2 separate regions of the Hordeum vulgare genome follow, and region 2 is linked to region 1. The links are chromatin contacts, called in public Hi-C maps. All regions are on one chromosome and are shown on one strand. The core of a region is the stretch at or near the end of the contact, and the rest is flanking DNA. Distances in the headings are between cores, read along the strand shown.

Region 1 (6,575 bases), core at 1,662-4,161:
GTGACAAAATTTTAGGAGTTCAAAATTGGCCTGTTCCAAAGAATGTCAAGGAAGTTAGGGGATTATTTGGCCTAAGTGGGTACTGCAGGAAGTTTATTGAGCATTATGGTATTATTGCTAGGCCAGTGACTGAATTGTTGAAGAAGGGTATTCGTTTTGTGTGGACTAGTATCACAGAAGAGGCTTTTGTTACACTCAAACAAGCCTTGGTGTCTGCTCCTGTTTTCGGCTTACCTGATTTCACAAAAACTTTTGTGAAAGAAACTGATGCTTGTGAGTATGCTATTGGTGTAGTACTGATGCAGCAGGGTCATCCTTTGGCTTTTGTCAGTAAAACACCAGGTCCAAAGAATAGAGCTCTGTTAGTTTTTGAGAAGGAGTACTTGGCCATCCTATTGGCAGTTGACAAGTGGATACCTTATTTGCAAGTGCAATAGTTTTTCCTCAAGACAGATCAAAGAAGTTTGGCTCATCTGCAGGATCAGAGATTACATACTATCTGGGAATAGAAGTTGTCGACAAAGCTCTTGGGATTGAATTATCAGATTTAGTATAAACAGGGAAAAGAGAACAGTACAGCTGATGCTTTGTCTAGGAGGCCTTCTGATGGATCTCAGCTGTTCTTTGTAATAAGTAATCAACCAACTTGGATGGCTGATATTATAGCTAGTTATGAACAGTATGAGAAAGCAAGGATTCTTCTGCAACAATTGGCTATAGCACCAGCTTGCAAGCCACCATATACAGTGGTCAATGAGCTCGTGAAGTATAAGGAGAGTATTTGGATAGGACCTGATCCTGAATTGCATCAAAATATTTTTGTAGCTTTTCACGAGAGCCCTATGGGTGGTCACTCAGGGTTGCCAGTAACTTACAAGAGGATCCATTCACTCTTTTCTTGGGCTCGTATGAAGAGGTCCATTTTACTTAAAGTAAAGTTTTGCTTGATTTGTCAGAAGGCAAAACCAGAAAAGGGTGCCATATCCTGGTTTGCTTTCTCCAATGCCTGTTCCAAAAACTGCTTGGGATATTATTTCCATGGATTTTATTGGTGGGCTTCCCTCTTCTTCTCAGTACAACTGCATCCTGGTAGTTATTGATAAATTGACAAAAATATGGGCATTTTATAGCTTTGAAGCACCCCTTCAATGCCTAGAAAGTTGCTTAAGTTTTCCTGGATAATGTTTACAAACTACATGAAATGCCCAAGGTGATTATTTCTGATAAGGACCCTCTGTTCACTCGCCAGTTTTCGAAATTATTGATCAATAAAACTGGTACTCAATTGAACATGAGCACATCAAATCATTCTGAAACTGATGGGCAAACAGAAAGGGTTAACCAACAGATTGAATGCTATCTTAGGTGTTTTATGAGTGCTCAGCCCTATAAATGGAGTAAATGGTTATCACGGTGTGAATTTTGGTATAATTCCAACTGGCATTCTGCTTTGGGGAAGTCTCCTTTTGAAGTCTTGTATGGTTACACTCCTAGATACTTTGGTATTAGCGAGACAGATACTATTGACCCAATGGAATTACAGGACTGGATGCATTCAACACAGTTGGTAACTAAAACAGTTAGGCAACACTTGCTTAGGGCTCAGCAGAGGATGAAAATCAAGCTGACAAGAAAATAACTGAGAGGTCATTTCATATTGTTGATTCTGTGTTCCTTAAGTTGCAACCTTATGGTCAGAATTCTGTTTATTCTAGGCAAAATCACAACTTGGCATTTCAATTCTTTGGACCCTTCCTGATTGTGGACAAGATTGGAGAAGTGGCCTCCAAATTGGACCTTCCAGAAGGCAGTCGAATTCATCTAGTATTTCATGTTTCATAGCTCAAACGTTTTGTTCCCCATGCAATCAGTGCTGAGAAAGGTTTACCTTCTCCTCATGTGGCATTACAAGTTCCTCTTCAGATTCTGCAGAGGAGAGTGTGTTGCAGAGGTGACAAGATGGTGGCTCAGGTGCTAGTCCGTTGGTCTGAATCTTCTGATGATGCTACTACATGGGAAGATTTGGCATTACAAGTTCCTCTTCAGATTCTGCAGAGGAGAGTGTGCTGCAGAGGTGACAAGATGGTGGCTCAGGTGCTAGTCCGTTGGTCTGAATCTTCTGATGATGCTACTACATGGGAAGATTTGGAATTCTTAAGGCAAAAGTTTCCCCGTGCACCGGCTTGGGGACAAGACGATTCTCAAGGACGGGTGAATGTCAGCGACACTGATGCAGAGGACGAGCTACCACCTGACGAACTGAAGGAAGGATCGACCTTAGGCATATCTAAAGATGTCGGGAAGGAATCGAGCCAGGAGGAGGGTATATCACACGCCAAGACCCAAGCCGACCCAAGACGAAGGCCCATTCGAAAGGTGGCGCGGCCCAAGTGGAACTCCAGCCCAGAGTGGAACTATAGATAAATAGCCCTTGACACGTGTGTAAGCACTTAGCGACTCGGACGGCGGCTCAGGTCGAACCTGTCTTAGTTGTATTCCTCTGCCTGTAAGCACACGATGAACGTGCCTTCAGGGAGCGAGCAATCTCCACACGCCATGTCGCCACAAACCCTAGCCACTCCTGATGTGAGATCCATCCATCTTACACCGGGCGTAGGGTGCTCCTGTCTCTTGCCGGCCTTCGGTTGTTCCTTGATGGATGTGCTATGCGTGGATGGATGAATGTGAGTGTTGGGATGGATGGAGGTGTGTGCAACGTCAGGATGTGTTTTCGTGGGTTATTGGATGGATGGGTGCATGGGTTGTTGTATGGATCTCCTGCTTGGGCGTGCCCCCTTGTTCGAATGGCCTTGTGCCTCTATATATAGGCAGGAGGAGGAGGAGGAATGGATGGCATCCGCGTGCGTGATCTTAGGCAGTCGTTACAGCGGGAGATCTTATCCAGCCGGCCGGTTTGCTATGCGTGATTTCCATACTGGTATTGGTTGTGCTTGTCTCCTCTTTTTTTGAACAGAGGTAGGGTCCCAAAGGACCTAGAATTTTCCATTAGATAAGCATGATCGAACATTTTACAACAGGACCCACAAGAAAACCTAAAACACAACTAAGTCCCTGACTTTTGCAGAGAGGACCCCCAACAGAGAATAGAAAACGCAATCGGGTCCAAACCAACTCCTTCACGGTTGCAATCTCGCCATCTCCGGGGACTACACCACTTGTGATGACGGGACCTCCATTGCTCCTGTTCCGACAGCGGGGCGCGAGTGAGAACAAGACCATGAACACCGGGTCAGAGCTGCACAGCCTCCCCTTAGGCATCAAGGCCAGAAGGAATAAGAGCGGCCGCCGTTCGGCCAAAAGAGTCGATGCTGGTGTGCTGAAGGTCGGCAGCCGGCGGACGCCGTAGCCCTGACACGATAACCATCGATGGATAACACCAACCTCATCAGCAGCTTCCATCTCCCTCGTCCTCTTCATCTTATCCGCCACCATGGTGGCAATCAAAGTTGAGGATGATCAAAGGCTCCTCTTGCAGAATCCATAAACCGGATTATTCCAGCAAGAAATTTGGGAAGAAGTGGGAGTGAAGCCGGACGGACCTAAACTTCGCCATGGAAACGGCAGTGAGACGCCTTCAAAGAATCCCTCATCGGAGGTGAACCTTCTCTCCGCCTCTTTACCATCAGCATGGCCCCAAGGGAGAGAAGAACATGCCTCACGGAAGAGACCTCCAGTTCTGGGCGTCACTTTATTTGTCAAGAAGAAAACTACAACTAGAATCCAAACCACGACCCCACCCAATGCCGGCCACCATGGCCGCCGGCGGCGAGGGAGATGGAGGCCGGATGGGGAGGAAGGAGGAGGGACTCCCAAGGGGGCGGAGAGAACGGCAGTACGCCAGTCTAGGAAGTTGCTACTTCGCTTATCTCCTCTTTTCTTGATGTACACGCCTGTGAACAAAAGAACTTATCAGCTGTACATACCTGGCTGGCTGCAGGTGGGCTGGCTTCCTGGCCGAATGAGTGACTCTTCATGTATCTGTAGAGTTGTTAGCCGTGTATGCGGGTATCCGTAAACGTATAAATACACGCCGGCCAGAGAACCGGTATACGTGCACTTAAAAATACACGTATACAACATGTTATTTTGCGATGTAGACTTTGATTCCGAAAAGTATGCGTCTGTATATATAATCCTAACATGCATGCAATATGGGAATAAACTAATGTGTATATATGTAGTGCGTGAGCTACCTCGACATGTATGCACGTAAAGCTAATTAGAGAAAAAGCTAGCGGATGCATATGATGTTGTACTGAAGCGTATATGTGCTTTCCGTCGAGTGAATCCTGCACTTAAGAAGAAGTAGAGAAAAATAAAATCTTTCAAATTCAAGATCAATATAAGGAGGTCTCACCATATAACGCCCAAGATGCGATCCTATTCTTATTTTGGTGCAAGGGCCTCGACAGGGATAGAAATGCATCTCGTTGTTTTGCAAGAATGGATATCATTACAAGTACATGTACTGAAAATTTGAGTATAAGGAGTTGGCTTACACTCGCCACAAACTACATCAAGATCACATCAATACAGTAATATATAGTCATCATGTAGAAGAGCAGGGTCCGACTACGGACGAAAAAAAAACGATAGAAGAACAACGTCCATCCTTCTTATCCGAGGCTGCCGGCCTAGAACCCATCCTAGATCGATGAAGAAGAAAAAGAAGAAACCCCAAATAGAACAAGCATCGCGCTCACGTCAAAGTATCGCTTTACCTGTACCTCCAAGTGTTGTTATAGTAATCTGTGAGTCACAGGGAGTCAGCAATCTCATTTTCAAAGATATCCAGACTAGCAAAGCTTAATGGGTGAGGTATGGTTAAGTGGTGAGGCTGCAGCAACCGACTAAGCATTTATTTGAGGTGGCTAACTTTCGAGTACAAGATTAAAATTGGGATGATCTACGCATAATGGACGTGAACTATTGATGATCAAATGAATGATCTTGAACACCTACTTATGTCAGACATAACCCCATCGTGTCCTCTTCCGGATACAGAACTCACAAGAAGAGACAATCACGGTTAGGCACTCTGTTGGAAATTTTTAATTAAGTTAACTTGAAGTTATCTAGAACCGGATGTTAAACAAAGTTTCCACGTTTCCAGATAACTACGGGCACAACTTTCCGAAAGATTTAACCCTGCAGGGGTGCTCCAACTTGTCCATCAGAAATTAACACAAGTTGCATAGAAAGCCTCGACCACGAAACTCATGATCTTGTTGGATTCCTTAATGGAAAACCTCAATGCTCAGATAACCCAAAGCATCACCGGAATTCCGATGCTCAAGATATTTCATAAAAGGTAAAACTAATCCAGCAAGGCCGCCCGGCGTGCCAACAGACCTGATAGGAGCTGCGTATCTCGTTCTCACAACATGACCGGATGAGCTAGACGTCGTGTTGGCTAAAACCCGAGGTGACCAGGGGGAGCCGGACATCGCTCAGCTTGGACAAAAACACTCAAGAGGAGCACTGGCCCGGAGGTTGATTAATTATTTACGGGGGTCGACTGGTCCCTATGCAAGTTTATTAGTTATTAGGCAAATGTAGTACCAAAGTTGGGCCTTGCCAGACCAGTTTTAATCTAAGATGAATTATCAAGGCGGTCCCATTAACAACCCCGAGCGTGTTAGGAGCGCTCAATTATGGAATATAACACTGGTAGCCGACACTAGGGCGGCAAAGATGGAACAAAACACCAGGCTAGAAAGCCGAGCCTTCCACTTTTTACCAAACATAGCAATATTATGGTGATATAACAAGGAACCCATGTTATCACATGGAAGCAACTTCACTTGCAACTAGCAACGCTAACACATGGTTAAGCAAGCGGTAACATAGCGAAATGGTGGTTTGCTAGGTTGTGAACAGGTTGAAGGTTTTCATGGCAGTGTTGCGAGGCTGATATTTAACAGGTGGTAGGCAGTGAGACATAGCGAAAGGAACAAGACAACTAGCATGGCGATGATAGTAGTGGTATCTAGGGAAATGATCATCTTTCCCGTGATCCCGCTTGGAAGAAGAACGAATCCGTGAAGCAGACGAACCGACATAGTCGAACGGATCCTCACATTCCGACACACTTGCGAAACTCTATCGAGACGAAGCAAACTAGAAACAATAATCAACACACGATATTTACCACGACACATGCACGATATAATGCACAACCAAATATGATGCATGTCCATTTCAATTATGCAAGGCATGGCATGATAATTATCAACAATCAAACACTACCTATTAAGTGAAGCTCAATATGCAACGAGTTGCATATTGACGAAACTCCGCATACAAATTATTTAGTTCACTCCCGTTTGGGTACACCACAATATTAAATGTTGCTTAAACATGGCAAGAGGTGAAGCAGAAATAAACTACCTATCTAGGCATTTTAAATGAGGTCGGAAACAACTTACAACATCTCCGAAATGACCCCATATGTTAAATTAGTAATATGTCCAGATCTGAACTAACATGTGTTAAACAGCATAGGAAAGTGGTTCACATGATCTTACGCGACATTCTAGTCGATTTACATATAT
Region 2 (6,575 bases), core at 2,585-5,084, 180 kb before region 1:
CAAACAATCTAGTAATTATTTTAACATTCCAAAATTTGGGATGTTACATCACATCACAAGCATACCCTGCAAAAACAAGTTAGACGTCCTCTAATTTGTTGTTGCATATTTTACGTGGCTGCTATGGGTATATAGTATGATCGCATCTTACTTACGCAAACACCACAACGGTGATGTGCAAATTGCTATTTAACCTCTCTCCAAGGACCGCCTCGGTCAAATCCAATTCAACTAAAGTTGAAGAAACAAGAACCTGCCAGTCATCTTTATACAACGATTTGCATGTTAGTCGATGAAACCAGTCTCTCGTAAGCGTATGAGTAATGTCGGTCCAGGCCACTTCAATACAACAATACCGCTGAATCGAGAAAAGACTAAGGAGGGCAGCAAATCGAACATCAACGCCCACAAAACCTTTTGTGTTCTACTCGAGATAACATCTACGCATGAACCTAGCTCATGATGCCACTGTTGGGGAACGTTGCATGGGAAACAAAAAATTTCCTATGCACACGAAGACCTATCATGGTGATGTTCATCTACGAGAGAAGATTAGATCTACGTACCCTTGTAGATCGCTAAGCGGGAAGCGTTAAGAAACGTGGTTGATGTAGTGGTACAACTTCGTGATTTAAATCACCGTCGTCCCACGATCCGTTCCGATTTAGTGCCGAACGGACAACACCTCCACGTTCAACACACGTACAGCTCGATGACGATCTCATCCTTCTTGATAAAGCAAGAGAGACGGAGAAGTAGATGAGTTCTCCGGAAACGTGACGACGCGCCGGTGTTGGTGATGATCTATTCCTGCAGGGATCCGCCCGAGCTCCGCAGAAATCTAATCTAGAGGAAGAACTACGAGGTGTAGGTTAGAATTGCACATGGAAAAGTTGTGTCTCAAATAGCCCTAAATCTCAAGTATATATAGGAGGATCCAAGGGGTGGGGCCCTTAGGGCGCCGGCCAAGAAGGCCTCCTTGCGTCGGCCGACTTGGGGAAGGGAGGAGTCCTTCTCCGATCCCACTTGGATTAGGACTCCCTCCTTATTTTCCCACCTCTTTTGGATTTTCCACTTTTTCCTCATGGGCTTTCCTTGGATGACTTTCTCACCCCATTATACCTTATTGTACATCCAATAAACCCACGCGGACCCCTTGGGGCGTGGTGGGCCCACCCACTAGGCCCTCGGAACCCATTCGTCACTCCCGGTACACTTCCGGCAATGACACGATCACATGTTATGTTCATAATTTGGGTCTTGTCCATCACATGATTCTCCTAATGATGTGACCCCGTTATCAAGTGACAACACTTGCCTATGGCCAGGAAACCTTGACCATCTTTGATCAACGAACTAGTCAACTAGAGGCTCACTAGGGACAGTGTGTTGTCTATGTATCAACACATGTATTTGTGTTTCCAATCAATACAATTATAGCATGGATAATAAACGATTATCATGAACAAAGAAATACAATAATAACTAATTTATTATTACCTCTAGGGCATATTTCCAACAAAACAAAGGTTGAACTTGCATGTGCCAGATTTGGCATATTCCTCTTCTAGAATATTCCAGATATGGAAAATACACCACAAACAATAAAAAACACAATTTAACAGGTTGGCCACTAGTCATAGGCACGAGTGGTGCTAGTGCATGACAGGTGGACCCTGTGGCCCACTGTCAATGGCACAGATACAACAACTAGCAAAATGCACATCAAACTAACATGGGATGAGTGGAACTCGAACACACCACCTCCCTGCACACAACATCACTCTCTACCACTAGGCTACACTGTCTTAGCTGAACTAACAGGGGAGGCATATAGCATATGCCACTAAAGTGCGCCACACCGCTCGGCTAGGTACGGGATTGGTGCTAGAACAGGGAAGTTAACCAGAGTAAATTCTGTTCTACAACCTACCGCAACACAGACAAACGCAATAATAAAAACCACTACACGCGCGGGGGGGGGGGGGGGGTGTCGAACTATCAACCTCTCGGTTACGCCACGCTCTCCCTACCAGTCAGGCTATGCTACTGGATCTTCACAGAGAGGAGATCCACCCCACATGTCTAGCTAAAAGGGGCGCCTTCCGTGATAGAGCAGAGAGTCGTCGGCGACAACTCACCGGTGCACATACAGGCACGCACACGCATGTCAGAACATAGGGAAACTACTAGCGGAGGTTTCACGCTCGAGCACTACTGCTGCTGCTACGGCGAGGCGCTGCTGCTGCAGCTACTGTGAGGCGCTGCTGCTGCTGCTGCTTGCTCTGCTCCGTGATAAAACAGCGGCGACGTGCCATGTGGCAACGGTGAGGCTACAGGGAGAGAGGACAAGGGGAGTAGGGTGTTGCTCACCGAGGGGTGGAGAAGAGGTGCTCTGATGAAGGGGGAACGATGCGTCCATGGTCTGCTGCAGAAGGTGTTCTCGAGAGGTGCCGAAGAGCCGGACGTCATGGATGTCGAGGTAGCAGCTCTCGGCGCCCGATCTCCACGGGAATGGATCCCTCTTGGCGTCTGCATCCTCCGGGTGCAGCTGGGGAAGAAGGGGGCGACGCCTACGCCGACGACGAGCTTGAGCAGGAGGCGGCCATGGCGATGATGGTGATGCTTGGAGCTTGCCCCGACGGCGCTAGGGGAAGAGGAGGAGGGAGAATGGGCGAGGAGGAACCCTAGGCGCACGACATGGTTAAATAGGTCGGACGGGGGGGGGGGGGGGCTCTGTTGGCCGTATGATCGAGGCCAATGTGGGATCGGTGGTGGAGTTGTGGTTCATACAACGCGTGACGTCGAAAGGAGGAAGAAGGGACGCGATGGTGGACCTGGGCCGGTTCCAACAATGTTGGGCCGACCACTCTCTCTCTCTCTGCGTGTAAAAGGTTTTGCAAATAAAAGCAACAGATTGCTTGATTAATTCACAAGGCTACAAGGAAAAAAGTTTTGAAGAAGATAAAACTATATTTGGGCTTCTAAAATCTTGCACCAATTTACAAAAATAAACTAGGTATTTTTAGAAGAGTAAAAATAAAACCCTTTTATTAAAATAAGGCACTATTTTCAAATAAAAACCTAAAGGAAAATGTAACAGCCCGAGACCGACGCTCTAGAAGATTCCCCTTTTATTCCCTTCTCGTCGTGTGATTCGTTTGGCTGTTGCATTCATCACTGCATCATGCGCATCATCCACATTGCATTGGCACTCCATTGCCGCCAGTTTTCAAAACTAGCATCCGTTATTAGTTGCCGGTTCTCTTCGTTTTATCATTGAACTTTTCAAGACCAACCACACATGCACGCGCCCAAGACACAATTTAAATCTTGTTTTTAAAAGTCTGTATAAAACATTCTCGAATTGGGTTGAAACTTGGCGTGCGATCTTGTTTTAATGTAGGTAGACCGCGTGCCGAATTTTGTCGCAATCGGGGTTCGTTTGATACGCGAACCGTTAAACCTATAGTGTCACTATAGTCGGCCCATTGTTAGACGTTTTTTGTTGTTTTAAACTGTGTTGCTGGGTTGCCCATTTTCTCTCTCATCTCCGTCTAGCCCTTGTGCACAGTGTACTCAACCTGCCCACAACCTAGTTCGGAAACTTTCCCCGAACCTGAACCCGGTGATAGTGACCGATGGGTCCGGATCAACTTTGTTTTACCCCAACATCTTTGTTTTTTCTTTGGTCTACCCTAGCCTATATTTCTCGACCATCGGATGACAATCAGAAAGACCAAAAAAAAACCCTAACCAATTCACCTATACGAATGTAGTCCACCTAGAGCTAACCCTAGACCAAACCCTAGCCGTGTCCCATCCAGCTCGCCGCCACCTATTTTTTCCCCAGTCCAATCCAGCCTCGTGTACATTGCCGAACCAACCAAATGCCTGAGCTCCTGATCCAAAAATCTTCCAGTTTCTACCTCCCCATGCTCGCGACACTGGGGCTTCTCCCGAGCTCCTCTCATGACCGCTCGTCCCCTGCATCCGCCCCTTGCTAGAGCTGAATGCTAGGGACCCTCTGCTGCCCCGCCAAAGATGGCCAACTCTGCGCCCGAGGGCTCCCTATAGTCGCCATTTAGCGCCGTCATGCTATGGTGCTGAAGCCGCTGGCCGTCTCGCCTCCTTCTGGCCAGCCGAACCCGCCTCGCCGCCCTGCCGTCGTCCTAGCCAGCCCGACGAGCTCGCCGGAGGTCAAGCCCGCGCCCGTGCGCCTCGCTGCCCCATCTCCGCGTTGCATCGCCTCCACTTCCCCCAAGATGTCGCGCCGCCAGAGCCGTGGAGCTCCCTGTCCACCATGGTTTGGCTGCCGATCTGAGCTTTGCTAGGGACCTCCTCGTCGACGGGATCTTGCGGCCTCCGTCTCCCTGCTTCGCCCGCCGCCGGATCCGCCTTCCTGCGTCGTCCCCGAGGCTGCGCCATTGCCCGCCGTCCGTGTTGGCAGCCGGTGCCGCCATGGCCTCGTCCCGCTCGGGAGCGAGGAGGCACCAGCGCCCGGTGCGTCGGCCTCTGCCTGGGACAGCTTAGGGAGGCCTCGTGCAGCCCACCAAACGACAAGGCCCGACCGACTTCTCCTCAACCGCAACTCCTTTGCTGTTGCTGCTACGCCTTTGACACCTCCGCGCGCACACCTGCTTTCTGTTGCATCGCCAACTGCTGTTGTTGGTTCGCCTGAGTCTAATGGCCGTGAGAAGTCGCACCATCGAGGCCTTGTGTTGCCTTGTCTTGGTTCGACTACACCGTAGACCCGGAAGCCGCATAGTACCCCCAGTTGCAGACTATCTGATCATCTACGAACATGTTCGACTACGGGGATTCGCCAAGTCCCTCTCCAACCCGTGTACAAGTACCACCGCCTTCGATACGCTCGAGTACACTACGCGAAGTGTACGACTACCGTCGACAAGATCGGTAGTACGAATATTTCCATGACATCCACGACGACTCATGTACAACTACACCGCTACAACTTGATCCGCTTCGAGAGGCACGCTTCAAAGGTATACCGCTGAGACGATACCCATGGATGAAAGCATTGTTGTATGAGAGGCAATGTTGTCCGTTTGGTAGATGCCATACTAGTTGCATGTTGACCCTCTATTGCGTGCCCCCGACACATGGGAACCCGGTAACCGGGACCACCCCATCATTCTTTGGCATGACACACACACGTTCCCAATCGTTGGCACCGGTATCTCATCGAGTTATCAAGACAGGAACGTTGTCGTGGCATCATTTCCGTTTCGCTGCCATGGTTCCCTTTCATTTGCCATGGCGACACATGCTTCATATCCTTCTTGCCAGTGTTTAATAAAATTGCATGCATGTTGCATTCATGGCATAATATCTTGCGTTGCTCGTATCTTGTAGGCCGTAACTCCGTTGGAGATGAGCTATATGTGTAACCGACTAGAATCACGTGTAGAATCACATGCTTCACCTCTTGCGATGTTAACAACATTTTAAAATAGTTGTGTACCTAAACGGGAGAGAACTAAATAATCCGAATGTGGAGTTTCGTCAATATGCAACTCGTTGCATATTGAGCTTCACTTAATGTGTAGTGTTTTATGTTGTGAATCGTCATGCCATGCCTTGCATAATTGAAATGGACATATTAGGTTGTGCATCAGATCGTGCATGTGCCTTGGTGAATATCGTGTGCTGATTCTTGTTTCCAGTTTGCTTCTTCTTGATAGAGTTCCGATCCGCTTCGGATTGTGAGTATCGTTCGACTACGTTGGTTCGTCTGCTTCACAGTTTCGTTCTTCTTCCAAGAAGGATCACATGCAAGATGACCATTTCCCTAGATACCATTACTACCAATGCCATGCTAGTTGTCTCATTTCTTTCATTATGTCTCGCTGCCTACCACATGTTAAATCTCAGCCTCTCAACATTGCCATGAAAACCTTCAACCTTTCTATAACATAGCAAACCACTGATTGGATATGTTACTGCTTTCTTAACCATAGGATAGCGTTGCTAGTTGCAGGTGCATTTGTTTCCATGTGATAACATGGGTTCCTTGTTATATCACCATATTAATGCTATTTGAATTAATGCACCTTTATACTTGATAAAGGTGCAAGGCTCGGCCTTTCTAGCCCGGTTTTTTGTTGCATCTTTGCAGCCTTAGTTTCGGCTATCAGTGTTTTATTCCATATTTGAGCGCTCCTAACACGATCTGGGTTGTTATGGGTACCCCCTTGATAATTCGTCTTAGATTAAAACTGGTCTGGCAAGGCCCAACTTTGGTACTACATTTGCCTAATAACTAATAAAAAGCATAGGGACCCGCCAGCACATGCGGATAATTTATCAACCCCTGTGAGAGTGCTCCTCATGAGTCTTTTTCCAAACTAGAGTCTTGTGCGGGGCCAACCAGGGGCAACTCAGGTGATCTCTATCAGGCCACTGTACGCTGTGCTCATCCGATTGTGCCCTAAGAACGAGATACGCGGCTCCTTTCGGGATCGTCAACATGTCCGGCGTCCTTGCTGGTCTTGTTTTACCTTTTACGAAATATCTTGTGCATGAGGATTCTGGTGATGCTTTGGGTTATTTCA

What was found. A called contact is a pair of places that touch in the nucleus more often than the background predicts.
Region 2: a Hi-C map of seedling shows a contact between it and region 1, with 1.9 times the contacts expected there. The contact joins two enhancer-like sites. A contact is called at or near these places in 1 of 6 Hi-C or Micro-C datasets (seedling) and 1 of 1 datasets of contacts at active chromatin or transcription factors (embryo).

The regions. Positions count from the first base shown.
Region 1 is chr4H:313,599,342-313,605,916 of MorexV3_pseudomolecules_assembly, reverse strand. No RefSeq gene overlaps it. Among protein-coding and RNA genes, the nearest start is that of LOC123448551, 830 kb to the right of the region's middle. Within about 2 kb of position 2,911, at least 3 of the 3 cell types and tissues checked have open chromatin away from gene starts, as enhancers often do. A contact at or near this core is called in seedling, where this site is marked.
Region 2 is chr4H:313,783,415-313,789,989 of MorexV3_pseudomolecules_assembly, reverse strand. No RefSeq gene overlaps it. Among protein-coding and RNA genes, the nearest start is that of LOC123448551, 1.0 Mb to the right of the region's middle. Within about 2 kb of position 3,834, at least 3 of the 3 cell types and tissues checked have open chromatin away from gene starts, as enhancers often do. A contact at or near this core is called in seedling, where this site is marked.